2 separate regions of the Bombyx mori genome follow, and region 2 is linked to region 1. A link is a contact called in public Hi-C data. All regions are on one chromosome and are shown on one strand. The core of a region is the stretch at or near the end of the contact, and the rest is flanking DNA. Distances in the headings are between cores, read along the strand shown.

Region 1 (3,699 bases), core at 720-3,219:
TTTATTTACTACATTTATTAAGATTTTTTTTTTTTCAATATGTTTAAGTAGACATTTAAATTTAAGTTTTAAGTATATTTTCTTTGAAGCATGTATAGATATTATATGCGTTAATAATATATTTAAATATGATGTAACAAACAATGTTATTGTAAATAAAACACATTTATTGTATAAACGCAGGAAAAGTATTTATGTTTCATACTGTGTATAACTAGCTATACTGGGTGTAATTAAATGTTTCATTGTTGGAAATTAGTTTGTTTTTCTCTATTGCAACGAAAAGCTGGCAAAGATTTATTTGCTTGCTTTTTCATTACGCATTTTACTTTTTTTTTTATTGCTTAGATGGGTGGATGAGCTCACAACCCACCTGGTGTTATGTGGTTATTGGAGTCCATAGACATCTACAACGTAAATGCGCCACCCACCTCGAGATATAAGTTCTAAGGTCTCAGTATAGTTACAACGGCTACCCCACCCTTCGAACCGAAACGCATTACTGCTTCACGGCGGAAATAGGCGGGGTGGTGGGTGGTGGGTACCTACCCGTGCGGACTTCCAAGAGGTCCTACCACCTGCGAAAAAAGAAACTTGAGACGCTGTGATAAGAAGATATTAAATAGCTTTCCGCTGCTCGCTACGCCTCCGAGTTGGATTCGACGATTTACCTCTTTTTTTCGAAGTTGGATCTACCTAGCTGGACAATTTGCCCCAAGTAAATATGCTCACCAACAACTTCGAGCCTAGCGCTTCCGATCTTTACTGGGGTGAGCGCTAAGCTTACTAAGGTCATTGAGCATTGCTTTGAGTTCTTCAAAAGTCTCAGCCGTACCCACAATGTGGTCGGCAAAGTGAAGGTGATTATAAGTATTCGCCGTTGATGTTGTGCCGAGTCCTTTCCTGTCAAGAACTTTAAAAATATCCTTCAATGTAGCGGTAAACGGTTCGGAGAAATAACATCTTCCTGCCTCACGCCACGCTGGAAAAGGATGGGTTCAGGAGCCAGGTCGTATAATCGGACTGATATAGTGCGGTTTTCTTACAAACTCATACGAGTCAAAGGCGGTCTCGTTGTCCATAATAAGCTGCAGCGTATTATGTAATTATGGGTATTATTACGTGGTTTTACTTACTAATCCATATGAAATTTAACTTAAAAGCACTTACGAAAATAAGTGTAAAGTAAAAGTAAAAATTAATTAATCTGAGTGATAAAAATAAAGATATCTAGTAAGGGCGGCCCACTTAACGGTGATCATTTGTTTAATTAATTATAAATAAACAAACGACGAACAAATAATTAAAAATAAAAAAATCTGATAATCAAAAAAAGGGGGCCAAATTCAGTGAGCCCTGTAAATAGCATTTATAGTCGGATTTTTTATTAGACGAAGGCAACTGACGTTTACTGTGTTGTCAGTTTTTGATGAAATAAAAATAGTGTTGTGACAAAGTGAACGATGGAAAAAAAACTCCTGAATTAATGAAATTGCCTCGATTGTCTAGTGAATAGTCGGTGTGCCGAATTGCTGATATCGGGTACGGGGTTCAAATTTTAGGAATGCTTTGTACATAGCAACGACTTTTCGACGAAATATTATGTTCCTATAGTATCTACCTGTACCGAATATCGAGTGTTTTAAACATTAAGAAAAACATTGCGAGGAAGCTTGTAAGACTGTCCTATTTCCAATACATCATATAGTTGAAACTATAGATGTATAAAATAGAACAATTATAGGTAGGTAATGAAAATAAAAAAAACTGATTGTAGTTACATACTACTAGTAACATATATTGGAGCACTTTAATACAATTTTATTGTAAAATATAAATTATATTCTTTTATAATTTGAAATTAATGATTAACTCTTCACACTCATTGTTCATTCATGTGATTGAACAAGAACTGAACGCATCACTATTACTTTAAATATAGCAACATTATTTCACAAAGTGACATTAGCTACTATCAGGTGGCTTCGTCTAATTAAAAATCCGACTATAAAAGTTAGTGAACAGTTGTGAAGTGTTCTCAAAGTGAAAGTGACAAAAAAAGACGGCTTAAAAGACTCTTTACCAGGCCACAAAATAATAAAAAAAAATGATGTGACAGGACACTGGACTACTAAATTTTAATAAAATCTATGGATATGACTGTGAACTGACGGATGAAATTTAGAAGTTTGTTTTGTCTAAAAAAATAACTTAAAAATATTTAAATTGTTTAAATTCAATTATGACATAAATTAATAAGTACGTACATCGGATAAGTTCCCCGTATTTAAAACCGCCGGGACAAAAGAAATGCAACATGTTTGTGTGATCATTTGAAGTGCTACATTTGGATCCTTGGATGTCACACGCGATCGTAATCTTCGAAGGGGTCTTAAAGAAGAACCATAACATTTTCAACAGTGGATAAGTTTTATGCACGCAGCGGGAATGACAATAATGGCAGTTTCTGTTGGCGAAATTTGCGAGAACACGAAGTTGGCGAGAGAAATGGCCCTGATGGGGAATTATGAATCGGCGCTGGTTTATTATGAAGGAACTATACAGATGATCCACAGGCTTCTGATCACTATAGCTGATCCCACGCGAAAATCCAAGTGGCAGTTGGTGAGTGCAATAAACTTTTTTTGGAATAAAACCCACAATTAATATAAAATACATCTGGTTTGCCTTGACTGATTGCCGTTTCCATTTAAGTTTAATATTAGCAATCAATAACGGCTTTTTTGAATAAAAGTAGAAGGCCATAAATTGCTCTCAAATACTTTTCTGAAACATTGTTTCCACTCTCTACTTAATGTAAAAAAAATAATTAAGTTTATACTTATATTAATTTTAGACAAGAAATCTTTTGAAGGATTCAAATTCAAATTTCTGTCTTTAATTGAAGTGTATAGAAAAATTATAAGTCAAACGGCAACTTGTGAACAAAAGTAATTGTGAGCTATTATTTTAAATTTTTATGTCAACTGTATCATTTGTGTTAGTAGGCCATTATGTAAAAATACAACAAAAGCTATGCATAACTTTACATCACTTATGTGGCAGGTAGTAAAATAATACAATTACTATGACATAAGTATTATTAATATTCGGTTTCAAGAAATTGCAACATACATAGCTTTTATTAATAAATGTGTTCCTTTATTACTTATAGATGTAATATACAGTACAATAGAGGTATATAAAATAGGCAAATAACAGGTACTTGTGTTTTATATAGTTTGCATAATTACACCATGTATATTTGGCATTTATGTAAATAATCAAAATATATATGCTTTATTTAACAAATTCACATACCAATTATTGTTTCTACGTCAACCTTATTGACTGATAGAATTCCTCTATTGCTATTCCTAATGCTGAAAAGTAGTGTATCAAACATAATTTATATTATATTGTAAAGAAACAAGAAAGGTTGGTTTTTAATTGTTTTTTCACAAAAAACCTACTGGGCTTAAACTAGATACACAATAAATATTCACAATCTTCACAAATGGTTACAACTGGTAATATTCCAGTTAAGTGCCAAACCACAAAATTGAAATTAGAGTGAAAAAGAAATTATACATTTTATAATTATGAAAATGTGATAGAAGATTAACCAAAGACTGATATATAATTTTTATGCTGGAAAAAGTTTTATATGATTAATTCATAATTACATAGATGTTTCTA
Region 2 (3,699 bases), core at 589-3,088, 34 kb after region 1:
AGACGGAGTGGTGGTATCTACCCGCGCGGACTCACAGAGGTCCTTCCACCAGTAATAAAATAAAATAAAATGATATAATCAAATCAAATAATTTCTCCGTAGCGTAAGGAAATTTTAAAGTAATGCTAATATAAGTATATATAGTAATATAAGTAGTATATTTCCCAAGTGCAACAAAGATCGATCGATATCTTGTGACGCATGTGAAATTTATCAAGAACATTCAAAGGCGATTAGAGACTTTTTTAAACGAATCATTTGCGCATACCATTTTCTTATGTAACAAGTTTTTAAGGTTTTGTTTTTAAATTATTGTTGATATTAACTCTGTTATTCATGAGGAATTGTTTGAGATGTTCCTCTCATCTCCTTTATATCATCGCACCTCCCGCCATCGGAACAGAGTTCATCCATATTATCTGGAACCGCTGCGTTCATCGACAGTGCGTTTCCAGAGGTATTTTTTGCCACGTACCATTCGGCTATGGAATGAGCTCTCCTCCACGGTGTTTCCCGAGCGCTATGACATTCTTTAAAAGAGGCTTGTGGAGAGTATTAAGCGGTAGGCAGCGGCTTGGCTCTGCTCCTGGCATTGCTGAAGTCCATGGGCGACGGTAACCACTCACCATCAGCTGGGCCGTATGCTCGTCTGTCTACAAGGGCAATAAAAAAAATAACAAAAGAATAGAGTAAATGGAAAAATTTAATGTTAGGAAATTTAATAATACTTTTTTTCCCTACCTAATGGCTGGTAGCTTAGAAGGCTATTTCAGCCACGCCCGGATGTGTAGATGAGCTCACAGGCTCAGCCTGAGAGAATTTGCCAACACTAGCCCTAGCAAGAGCAGTGTTACACAGAATCGCGATCGGCTGAGAAGATCCGGCGAGAAACTCAACGGGCTAGATTATACTAGCTAGTTTGCTACAGAGCTTTATATAGTAACTTAGGGAGAAAAAAATATACACGTAAAAGAAATATAATAGATTTTTAAAAGAATGTGTGTCATTTTTGTGGGTAATTTAGTAACAACGCAAACTACACTACACGATGCTCTTATCGGTCAAAACAGGACGCGTGTACACATGACATGGCGGTGCACTAAAGTAGGGTAGTTTGCATAAACAGAGCGCTTCCGTATTCTACTGATAAGGAATATAGATATCAACTCGAAAATGTGGAACACCTGTGGAAAACGGTGCATATAATTTTTTTTGCTTCCCAGACAAACTTTTAATTTAATAGTAAGTAGTTTAGTTCCAACCCTTTTAAGCATACATACTGGTGGTGGGACCTCTTGTGAGTCCGCGCGGGTAGGTACCACGGCCCTGCCTATTTCTGCCGTGAAGCAGTAATGCGTTTCGGTTTGACTATACTATACTTGAGACCTTAGAACTTTTATCTCAAGGTGGGTGGCGCATTGACGTTGTATATGTCTATGGGCTCCAGTAACCACTTAACACCAGGTGGGTTATGAGCTCGTCCACCCATATAAGGAATAAATTTATTTATTTCGATTTTACGTATCTTTAATTTTAGGAGACGTGTGCTTACATGCTAATTAATCTGATTTCGATCATTGCTAGATAGGGCTGTAACATTTGTATTCTGTCCTTGTTTAAGGCAATTATCGCTTCATCAATAAAATTTTCATTCGGATGTAACGCGAACGAACTGCATCCACGGTGGATTTGCAAAACTAGTTGGGGTCGGTGATAAAAAAATGTAATTCGCAATAAAACTGAATTATGTTTATTATCAGTTTGCACTTTGCAGGTACGCCAAGCTACTATTTAAACAAGACGAAATACATTACGTAATAATTTGTATCTTCAATAAAACGGGCCGTGAGAATGAAAGAGTCGTAAGTGACGAAACATAATACCGGTGTACACAATAGAACGCTGTGCTGTTCGTGTTATCAATGATAAATATTTAAATTTTTATATTCGAATCTCATTTTCTTTTTATATAATATAAATTTCGAACGAATTCTATAATTTTTGTGAATTTAAGATTGCCAATTTAAAAGAGATCTTTAGGCTTTATAACCTAACTAGCAACCCGCCCTCGCTTCGCTTCGGAAACATTAAAACACACATGAAACAAAAAAAAAAATAAAAAAAAATATGTTCATCAGGGACAATGTCGGCTTCTAACGGAAAAAGAATTTTTCAAATCGGTCCAGTACTTTCGGAGCCTATTCGAAACAAACAAACAAACAAATCTTTCCTCTTTATAATATTAGTATAGAAGAATAAGGCTTAAATTATTGAACAGTGTGCTTAGTGCGAGTTTGTAACGTTCTCGATAGCGTAAAAGTTAACTCAATATGTATGGAGTTGGAACAGCGCCCCTAGCGACAAACGTAAGCAAACGTTTCAACTGCATACAACTTAGAGTTAACTTTTACGATATCGAGAACGTTAAAAAATACGCAATAAACACATTGGCTTCGATTATGAGATAAACGGGCCAAATAATCGTATCTTGGTCTATGTGCGTGTGTGTATGATTAATTATCTATTTGAAGAATTAGCTGACTTGGTTATTAAATCGTTTTCCATCCACCTCTTCTCCCAAACAGGTGAAGTTGGTACAAATGTTTTTTTTTATTGCTTAGATGTGTGGATGAGCTCACAGCCCACCTGATGTTAAGTGGTTACTGGAGCCCATAGACATCTACAACGTAAATGCGCCACACACCTTGAGATATAGTTCTAAGGTCTCAGTATTGTCACAACGGCTGCCCCACCCTTCAAACCGAAACGCATTACTGCTTCACGGCAGAAATAGGCGGGGTGGTGGTACCTACCCGTGCGGACTCACAAGAGGTCCTACCACCAGTGAGTTCGTAAAAAAAGCTCCGGGATTTTTTCCCTACCAATTCGCTGGTAGCCCAAGAGGCTATTCCAGCTACTCCCGGACGGGTAGATGAGCACACGGACTCAACCTGAGAGAATTTGCTAACACTAGCCCTAGCAAGAGCAGTACTTCGCATAATCTATCGGATCGGAATCGCGACCCACTGAGAAAATCCGGCGAGAAACTCAATGGGCTGAAGGAATTAGGGCATATCTATCTATATATATATATATATAAATGAATTGCTGTTCGTTAGTCTCGCTAAAACTCGAAAACGGCTGGACTGATTTGGCTAATTTTGGTGTTGAATTATTTGTGGAAGACTAGAGAAGGTTTAAAAGGTAGATAAATATGAAAATCCTCGGAATTAAATAAAAATAACAATTTTGTTTTTCCTTTGATGTGGCCCCCGTCGGACGGATTCCTTTTGTTTGTATTAAGTTTATTTTATACAAAATTTTTGGTCATTTATTTCTCGATTGAGGCACTACGAAGCCTGCCGGGTCAGCTAGTCATAAATAATAATAATGGCATAATAATATGGAAGTGTCGCGTACCCGCGGCGTCCCCTGATAAATCAATTTTCAATCTGAACTGTGTGTTGCTATCATGGTGCAAGTAACTAATTAAACATTAACATAATCTTTATTTGAAATTTTATTTTAATGTGTGTACATTAAGTGGAATTTAGCATACCGTAACTAATTCGTTCGTTCATTAAAACGTTTATTTAAAAATGACCCTTAAACTATGTTTATAAAGGTCTTGAATTCATTTCATCAGACCTACACAGCCCACGCGGACATCGTGCGGCGAAATTCAACAGCCGGTTTGAC

The links. A called contact is a pair of places that touch in the nucleus more often than the background predicts.
Region 2: a contact with region 1 is called in a Hi-C map of whole pupa, with 3 times the contacts expected there. The contact joins the enhancer-like site here to the promoter of LOC101737410 in region 1. A contact is called at or near these places in 6 of 7 Hi-C or Micro-C datasets (middle silk gland, midgut, posterior silk gland and 1 more).

The regions. Positions count from the first base shown.
Region 1 is chr7:9,118,264-9,121,962 of ASM3026992v2, forward strand. LOC101737410 (katanin p60 ATPase-containing subunit A-like 1) reads left to right here and starts at 1,970. Exons shown (of 10, transcript XM_038011985.2): 1 at 1,970-2,625. The coding sequence starts at 2,434. LOC101745540 (trafficking protein particle complex subunit 10) reads left to right here. Exons shown (of 16, transcript XM_012694890.4): 16 at 1-255.
Region 2 is chr7:9,152,788-9,156,486 of ASM3026992v2, forward strand. The region is part of intron 2 of LOC101737410 (katanin p60 ATPase-containing subunit A-like 1); the gene reads left to right. Among protein-coding and RNA genes, the nearest start is that of LOC101745976, 18 kb to the right of the region's middle. Within about 2 kb of position 1,839, at least 4 of the 8 cell types and tissues checked have open chromatin away from gene starts, as enhancers often do.